Linked DNA regions of Ovis aries: region 2 is linked to region 1. The links are chromatin contacts, called in public Hi-C maps. All regions are on one chromosome and are shown on one strand. The core of a region is the stretch at or near the end of the contact, and the rest is flanking DNA. Distances in the headings are between cores, read along the strand shown. Region 1 has its middle 140 kb from the start of TRNAS-GGA. Region 2 holds the start of CPEB2 (cytoplasmic polyadenylation element binding protein 2).

Region 1 (3,939 bases), core at 807-3,306:
TCCTTGGTCTCATTCACGGTCAGGTATTAGGAGTCTCCCTTGTGGTGATCTTGTGAGTTGACCCTTGCCAATGAGAGTCAGGCCCATGCTGTCACGCATTCTAACTATTGTCTTGTGAGTGGGATCCACCCCTTTTTAAAAAAAAAATCCATTTTGTAGATGTGGAGATTGAAGCAGAAAAAAATAAGCCACATTCAAAGTTACACATCATCAAGGGGCAGAATTTTGGAAAACTGCCCCACGGTCAAGAGCTCATTTGGGATCAAGGTGTGCACATTGTGTATTTAAAATGGATAACCAACAAGGCCCTATGTATAGCACAGGCAGCTTTGCTCAATGAAATATAGCAGCCTGGACGGGAGGGGAGTCTGGGGGAGAATGGATACCTGTGTGTGTGTGGTTGAGTCCCTTTCCTGCCACCTGAAATGGTCACAACATTGCTAATTGTCTATTGTTATTGTTGCGTCTCTAAATCATGTCTGACTCTTTAGTGACCCTGTGGACTGTAGCTCAGCAGGCTTTTCTGTCCATGCGATTTCCGAGGCAAGAATACTAGAGTGCTTAGCCATTTCCTTCTCCAGGGGATTTTCCCTAACCAGAGACTGAACCCGCGCTTCCTGGGTGTCCTGTGTTGGCTGCTGGATTCTTTACTGCTGAGCCACCAGGGAAGCCCTAATACAAAATAAAATATAATTATATCTTAATCGGAGAAGGAAATGGCAGCCCACTCCAGTGTTCTTGCCTGGAGGATCCCAGGGATGAGGGAGCCTGGTGGGCTGCCGTCTGCGGGGTCACACAGAGTCGGACACGACTGAAGTGACTTAGCAATAGCAAGATCTTAATTACATTATATATATAATATAAAAAATTTTTTTAGAAATAACTCATTTGTGATAGTGGGTAAGCCCCTGAACCGCCTCTGTTGCCATGCTTTTATTGTAAAATGTGCTAATAATAGTGCCTGCTTTAAAAGCATGCAGTGAGGGTTATGAATGCTTGTAAAGTGCTTGAAAAATCTCCTGGCACATAGTATGAGCTCAATTAACATCAGCCTCACACAAAACAAAAAATGCAACAGGATATGGATTTGTCTGCTTCCAAAGCATGCAGTTCCCTTTGGGGTGTCCTGTCCCTTCAAAAGGAACCGTGGAATTGAATTCATACCAAGAAACCTGAACAAGAGTCAGGATGGCCAGGCATTTGAAAGGGTGACCTAGTTACAAAGCTCACTCACATACACACACATAGATACTTTTAATAGCTGGTAAGAGCCAGAGAAAATCCAATTACAGATGAATCAATCGATTAAAAAGAAAGGGGGCAGAAGAAAGGAGAAAATGTTGGAGAGACACAGAGCCAAATTACAGCTGGATAATAGAATTAAGGGTCTGTAGAACAAACTGGGAGAAAAAAACAAAAGGATGCAGGCTGGAGACTCATTCACAGTTCTGTGATGACGTGCTTTTTTTTTTTTTTTTTTTTTCCCCTCTGCTCCCTAAATCCAGAGAGCAGTCCCTGGGCCATCACCCCAAACAACTGACCACACTGGAGAAAGCCAGCAGATCATATGTTTGGCAAATCATACGGCAAATAAATGAACCACGTATCGTCTCTGGAACAAGAGGATTTTGTTTGGGTTAAACCGATGCTCACATTTAAAGGTGAAAGTAGAGGACCCAACCATTGCCATCACTGGAGGGGGAGGGTGAAAGCGACTTCGATCGGTTAGCTGGCAAAGATACAGCCTTAGTTCCTCATGTTCTGTTTCCTAAGAAATCCTGTCTTGGATCTGAAAGAAACGTCTCATTATTAAGCAGAATTTCTCTCTTTCATACAAACGCTTAAAAGACAAAAACAAAACTTTATTTTCTATTTTGGGGGAAAGGGGTGATGAGCTGGGGACAGGGCTCTTAATCTAGCCGCAAGCGCTACAGCTGTGTCTATTATTGGTGGGTTCTAGAATAACATCCGTTTCTATGTATTTATGGAAAGGCGTCCTTAACTAGGCCACAGAAAGAGTAAGCGCATCTATAAATAAATTAAGGAGGCTTCGAGGCGCGGGCGGTGGCCCCAGGGCTGCAGCCGGGCCACACAGCTGTCTTCTTTGCGCCTGGCCAGGCCTGCCCCATGACGGATGCAATTACACGGCAGGCGGGGTACAGTGCGCGCAGGGCGGGGCGCACCGCTTCCGGCAGGCCTCGGGGATTGACACCAAAGGTGGATTTCTCTGCCCCTAGGGGGACTGGCCTCGCTTGCCCGGAAGCCTCTGGCCTCTGTCTTGGCCAGCGCAGGTGACCAGGGGGCCGTCACTTCTGGTGGCCAGCTGCCGGCAGCCGGGGTTCATTCAGGCTGGGCTGAGTTAACAGGTGGTGGGGTTGGGGTGGTAGGGTTGGGGGCAGTGGGGACAGGGCAACAAGACGAGAACCACGAGGTAACCCTGAATATGTACGTGTAAAGAGAGCAAGGCTTGGGGCACAGGGATGAGAGCAGCTTTTCCTGAGTGTGGGGCCCCAATCCTTTTTTTCCCCACCCTAGGATCCGTTCTACTGCTAGAGTGCTGCCTCCTGAATGGGCATCAGGAATGAAGAATCCAGAGTTCTACTGGCAGGGTTTTTCCTGTACACTCAGAAATTGAATTAAAAAACAAAAAAAGGCAGCTCAAAGCCGGGTCCCAGGCTCTCCAGGTGCTGTGAATCTGAAGCTGCAGTTATGTGAGATTCCCTGGGGATGTCTACACATCCATTTGGAAAGCTCTTGTTTACAGTTCTTGTCATTGGTCCTTAACCCTGACTGCACATCTGAATCACCTGGAATTCTGAGTCGGCTTGTATACTCCAAAAAGATGCTCAAGTCTCAACCCCCAGGATCTGTGGCCAACACCTTGTTCAGCACTAGGGTCTTTGCAGATGATCAGCGTCTTAGCATGAGCCTGGTTAATCCATGATGACTTATAAAAAGAGGCGATTTAGACACAAAGATGACATGCACACAGGGAGATTCTTTGCAAAGATGAAGACATACTGAGTTGATACATCTCTAAAGAAGAGTTTCCCAGGTGATACAGTGATAAAGCATTCACTTGCCAATGTAAGAGATTCAGCTTTGATCCCTGAGTTGGGAAGATCTCCTGGAGGAGGAAATGGCAACCTGCTCCAATATTCGTGCCCGGGAGATCCCATGGATGGAGGAGCCTGGCGGCTACAGTCCATGTGGTCGCAAGGAGGCAGACATGCCTGAGTATGTAGGCATGCAGGCATTTATAAACAGATAACTATTGCCAGTGAACCACCAGAAGTTGTAAGAGAGACTCAGACATATTCTTCCCCAAACCCTCAGAAGAAACCAAACCTACTGGTACCTTGATCTTGAATTCCTGGGCTCTAGGACTGTGAGACAAATATCTGTTGTTTAAGCGTCCCAGTTTGTGGTACTTTGTGAGGACAGCCTTAGCAAACTAATACACCTGGATCCTTCTATGAAAAACCCAGCTCTGTCTGACATGTTTGTAGTCAGAACATTCAGGTGTGGGACCACTGGAACTACATTTGCTAAATGTCCTTTGGGTGACTCTGGTAAGGTTGGTAGTTTGGGGACCAGTATTCCTGTCTACCTGTCATCTAGCATTCACCCACACAAATCCTCCCTAAGAGCAGATGCATGGGTATATGGACTTGCTTGTATGCTCCCAATGATGGGGAGCTCATTACCTGATGGGGCAGCCCTATCTATCATGGAAAGTTCTAATTGTTCAGAGAAACATTTAAATGGAGCTAAAAATCTCCTATGATTTTCTCTATTACAAAGATGAAGAAACTGAGATCCTGAGTAGCTGAATAACTTGCCCAAGTCTGTAGAGTCAGTATGGGGCCAGCTACAGATCTGAATCTAGACAGTTGCCTTAGTCCATCCCTCTGACCACTATGCAGATGGCCCCTGGTT
Region 2 (3,939 bases), core at 405-2,904, 170 kb before region 1:
GGCAGCCCGGGGTAGAAGCCGTTCTCCGAATCAGGGCTGGGCGGCGGCATGGCGCTGAGCGAGCCGCCGCCGCCGCCGCCACCGCCGCCACCCGGGGTGGCGGCCGACGAGCCCGGCGGCTGCGGCTGCGGCTGCGGCGGCTGCTGGGGAGGCGGCGGCGGCGGCGGCTGCTGGGGCGGCGGCGGCGGCTGGGACTGGGGCGGCGGCGACGCGGTCTGCACGGACCAGGGGGTGCCGAAGCCGGGCAGCGGCGGCGGCGACGCGGAGCCGCCTCCCCCTCCGCCTCCGGGGGGCCCCCCGCCCCCGCTGCCGCCGCCGCCGCCGCCGCCCGGGTGCGGAAGGTCTGGGCTCTGCAGGCTGCTGAAGGCGCCCGCGCCGAGCGCCCCGCCGGGCAGGAGGTTACTGGGACTGTTGAGCAGAGGGTGGTTGGGAGACTCCATGGAGCCCGGCGCGGGGTTCACCGGCGGCGTCGAGGGGGCCAAGCCCGCATTGGGGGGCTCGGCGGCGCTGCCCTCGCCCGCGGCCGGGGTCTTGCGAGGGCTGCCCGCGCCTCCGTGGCGGCGCCGCGGGGCTGCGGGCGGCGAAGGCTGGAGCTGCGGGAGCGGGGGCAGGTCGGCCGGGCGCTGCCGCGGGGCGAAGTCCTGCGGCGGGAGGTGCTGCGGGTGCGGGAGGCTGAACTGCGGCGGCGGCGGCGGCTGGCGCTGGACGGTCGGCGCCGGCTGGAGGAGCTGGCCGGGCGGCGGCGGCGGCGGCGGGCTGAACCGGCCCGGGCAGTGGAGCGACGGAGGCAGCGGCTTCGAGTCCGGAGGGTGGGGAAGATGGGGAGGGCTGAACTCTTTCCTCTTCTGGCTGCTCAGCTGCTGCTGCTGCCGCTTACTGAAGTCCTGCGGGGAGGAGGTGCGGCGGCAGCAGCAGCAGGAGGCGGAGGAGGAGGAGGGGTGGTGCAGACTCGGTTTGAAGTCCTGGGAGGGGAGGAGGTGGGTCACACCCGCGTTCGTGCCGCCGCCGGGGTGGTGGTTGGGGAGTTTCTCCGTGGCCGCCGCCCCCGAGAGCGGCCGCGCCGGCTGCTGTGTCAGCCCCAGCAGCAGCTCATCCTGCATGGTCTGCTGATGCGCCAGGAACGGGGAGGAAGAGGAAGCAGCGGCGGCAGCAGCCGAGCGGTCCGCGCCGCCGCAGCCGAGGGGGATCGACAAGGGGGAGGAGGCCTCCGAGAAGCCGGTGACAGGCAACGGCGGCGGCGAGAGCGGGCCGAAGGGCGTGGCGGAGGGCAGCGGGGCGGCGGGTCCCGCGGCGGAGGGACAGTACGCCCCGCCACTGAACAGGGACCCGGGGCTGTTGCTTCGGAGAGGGGCGGTGTGCAGCACCCCAAAGCCGAAGTCCCTCATTTATCAGGCCGGCGGCCGCGGGAGGAGACGCGCCCCGTCCGCCGCCGCCGCCCTGCCTAAGAAGCCGCCGGATCTGAGGTGGAGCGGCCGTGGTGGAAGGAGGTGGGGCGGGGGGAGTCAGTGAAAGAGGGACACCGTGACTGAGCCAGGGGGCACCGACTTCGGCCCCCGCCACCCCTCGCGGCGCTCACCGCCACCTCCCGAGACCGGCTCGGGCTCCGCCGCCGCGGCCGCCGCGGCCGCCGCCGCCCAGGCCGCTTAAGAAGCCCGGAACGTGCGTCAGCGCCACCTCACAATCACGCCGCCCCCCGCGGTGCGTCCCGGCACGCGCGTGCCAGCGGCCGCCGCGCCCCCTGCTGCCCCGCCCCCCCGCCTCTCATGAATATACAGATGAGGGCCGGGGACGCGCTCGCGTTCTCGGGAGGGCGGGGGCGAGCGCGGGCGCGAGAGCGAGTGCCGCGTCTCGTCAGGCTACCCCCGCGTCCGGGAAAAGGAGCGGTCGGTTGGACCGGCGGGCGGCCGGCGACGCCTGAGCGCTCGGCGCGCGCTCACGGGAGCACGCGCGCGCGCGGCTCGGACGGTTCCTGGGCAACCGCCCCTCCGGGCGCGGGGTCCTGGCCGAGTCTGCGGCAGGTCGCGCGCGCCACCTGCCCTCTGCCCGCGTCTCTCTCCGGGCCCCTCCCTGGGTCACGGGAGCCCCGGGCCGCCGGGATAGGGGTCCGCCCTAGGCGGCGCTGGCCCGCGGGGGAAACTGAGGCCCGGGAGTGGCTCTCCGCGTCAGCGGCCGCGCGGGAACCCCGGCGCCTCTCGTCCCCACCCCGGAGCTTGGCGCGGGAGGCCTCTGGCCGGCTGGAGTGTGCAGGACTCGGCCGCCTCGCCCTGGAAAGCGCCTTTTCGCGCGGGTTTCCGTGTTTGTTTTTTTTAAGCCTCTCGCGCCGCGTGCTGTCATCCGCCCTCCCGCCACCTCGGGGAAGTGTTCCCTGTCGCGGAAACACGAAGCCCCGGCCGCGTCCCAAACGTTTTTACTTCAGTGGTGACGAACAAAAGTCCCCGCAAACCCCGCGGCCCCGCGCGGCGGTTTACACGCAGACGCGCACACGACGGACCCCGCGGCGAGCTCCCGGGGAAAGCCTGGCCCGCTCCCCGGCCCTCCCGGTCGGGAAAGCGCGACCCGCGCGGGGCCGGCGGACCGCGGGGTGGGCAACTCCCCCTCAGCCGCGCTAGTTCGGGCATCCCCGCCCCTTCCCCCGGGAGACTTAGCTGTTTCCAAAGCTTTATGAATTTTCAAGGGAGAAAGACTTCTTGACAACAGGGAGGAAAAGGAGATTCTGACTCAGCAACAGACTTGTTGAGACTTGCAAAACGGAAGAGGAGAGCTTTCCATGGTAGAGCTCTTGTTGGAAGCGACAGAAGAGGCCCCCAACCTGTGTATTTCCTCAAGAAACATTTAACATAGAGAACTAGATAGATAGAAGGAGATATGTATATGAGGGTCTAGATAAAGGAACAGCAGAGTGATCCATGCTAGTAAGCTACTGAATTTTATGTTCCTCTTTTGCCATTTTAACTTTTCTTGGCTTTCAGAGAAAAACTACTGAAAGAACTCTAGAAAATAGACTAACATAGACTAATAATCTCAAAAGCAATAGAAATGGGTTTAGAGTCTATCTGGTTTGGGTTTACAACTGAACTAAGATTAAATATTTCGTGTTGTTAATTAGCACACTATTACTGCTGTAGGCAAGAGTACATTTTTATGAGTCCTCATTCTCTATTAGTTAAATTTCATTCCCACTTTTGTTACTTCAGTGTTTCAAATTTATACAAATCAAAATAAATACAGTAGAGAGAAAAACATTCCACGGGGAAAATACATTCTACGTATAACGTTTATGTTTTCCTGTCTAATGAACTAAGTTTGACATTGCCTTCAAATAAGGAGAAAATACTTTTTAAAAACAACTCAAAAATGGTTTAGAAATCAGTGGATGTATAGAAAATTGGTTTGAATTAGTAATCTCAAAACCATTTTAACAGTCAAGCAAAATATAAAACCAGAGGATTCCTTTTTTACTCTAAATTAGCAATGTCTGGAAAATAACCTGAGCTCCTCAGAATTAAAAATACAAATAGCTATTTTCACACGTGTTGACATATCTGCTAATACTAACCCATTTGGCAAGGAAAGTGTTCAGCAACTGAGGCATATAAAAATCTTGAAATGAACAAATCTTTTTCTTTTTTTTTTCCTAAGTAAAGTTATATTTGACTGGACTCATCTGAGGATCCAAGACAAATCTTGAAAAGGTAGGCACTAAAATTAGCTCAATCATCCATTAAAATTGCAGTTAGTGCAATGTAGAGAAAGAGAGCATACATTTAAAAGCTAAATGGTGTCATTCTGGGGTAAAGTTTGAACAAAAACAAGATTTCTTAGTGTGCTGAGACTAGTTTCGGTTTAGAACCTTCCGAGCTCTCCAAAATGGAAAAATGCCGTTGAGTTTGGTATTATGTAATAAGGTCAAAGTTCATATTAAGTGCACTGAATTGTGAA

The links. Hi-C and Micro-C count contacts between places; a contact is called where the count stands out from the background.
Region 2: a Hi-C map of muscle shows a contact between it and region 1, with 2.0 times the contacts expected there. The contact joins the promoter of CPEB2 here to the enhancer-like site in region 1. A contact is called at or near these places in 4 of 16 Hi-C or Micro-C datasets (blood, hypothalamus and muscle).

Annotation. Positions count from the first base shown.
Region 1 is chr6:110,654,553-110,658,491 of ARS-UI_Ramb_v3.0, reverse strand. No RefSeq gene overlaps it. Among named protein-coding and RNA genes, the nearest start is that of TRNAS-GGA, 140 kb to the right of the region's middle. Within about 2 kb of position 2,056, at least 3 of the 54 cell types and tissues checked have an H3K27ac peak or open chromatin away from gene starts, as enhancers often do. A contact at or near this core is called in muscle, where this site is marked.
Region 2 is chr6:110,821,624-110,825,562 of ARS-UI_Ramb_v3.0, reverse strand. It overlaps CPEB2 (cytoplasmic polyadenylation element binding protein 2), which reads right to left and starts at 1,654. Exons shown (of 9, transcript XM_027971200.3): 1 at 1-1,654. The coding sequence starts at 1,385. LOC132660023 (a long non-coding RNA gene) reads left to right here and starts at 2,148. Exons shown (of 3, transcript XR_009601175.1): 1 at 2,148-3,692.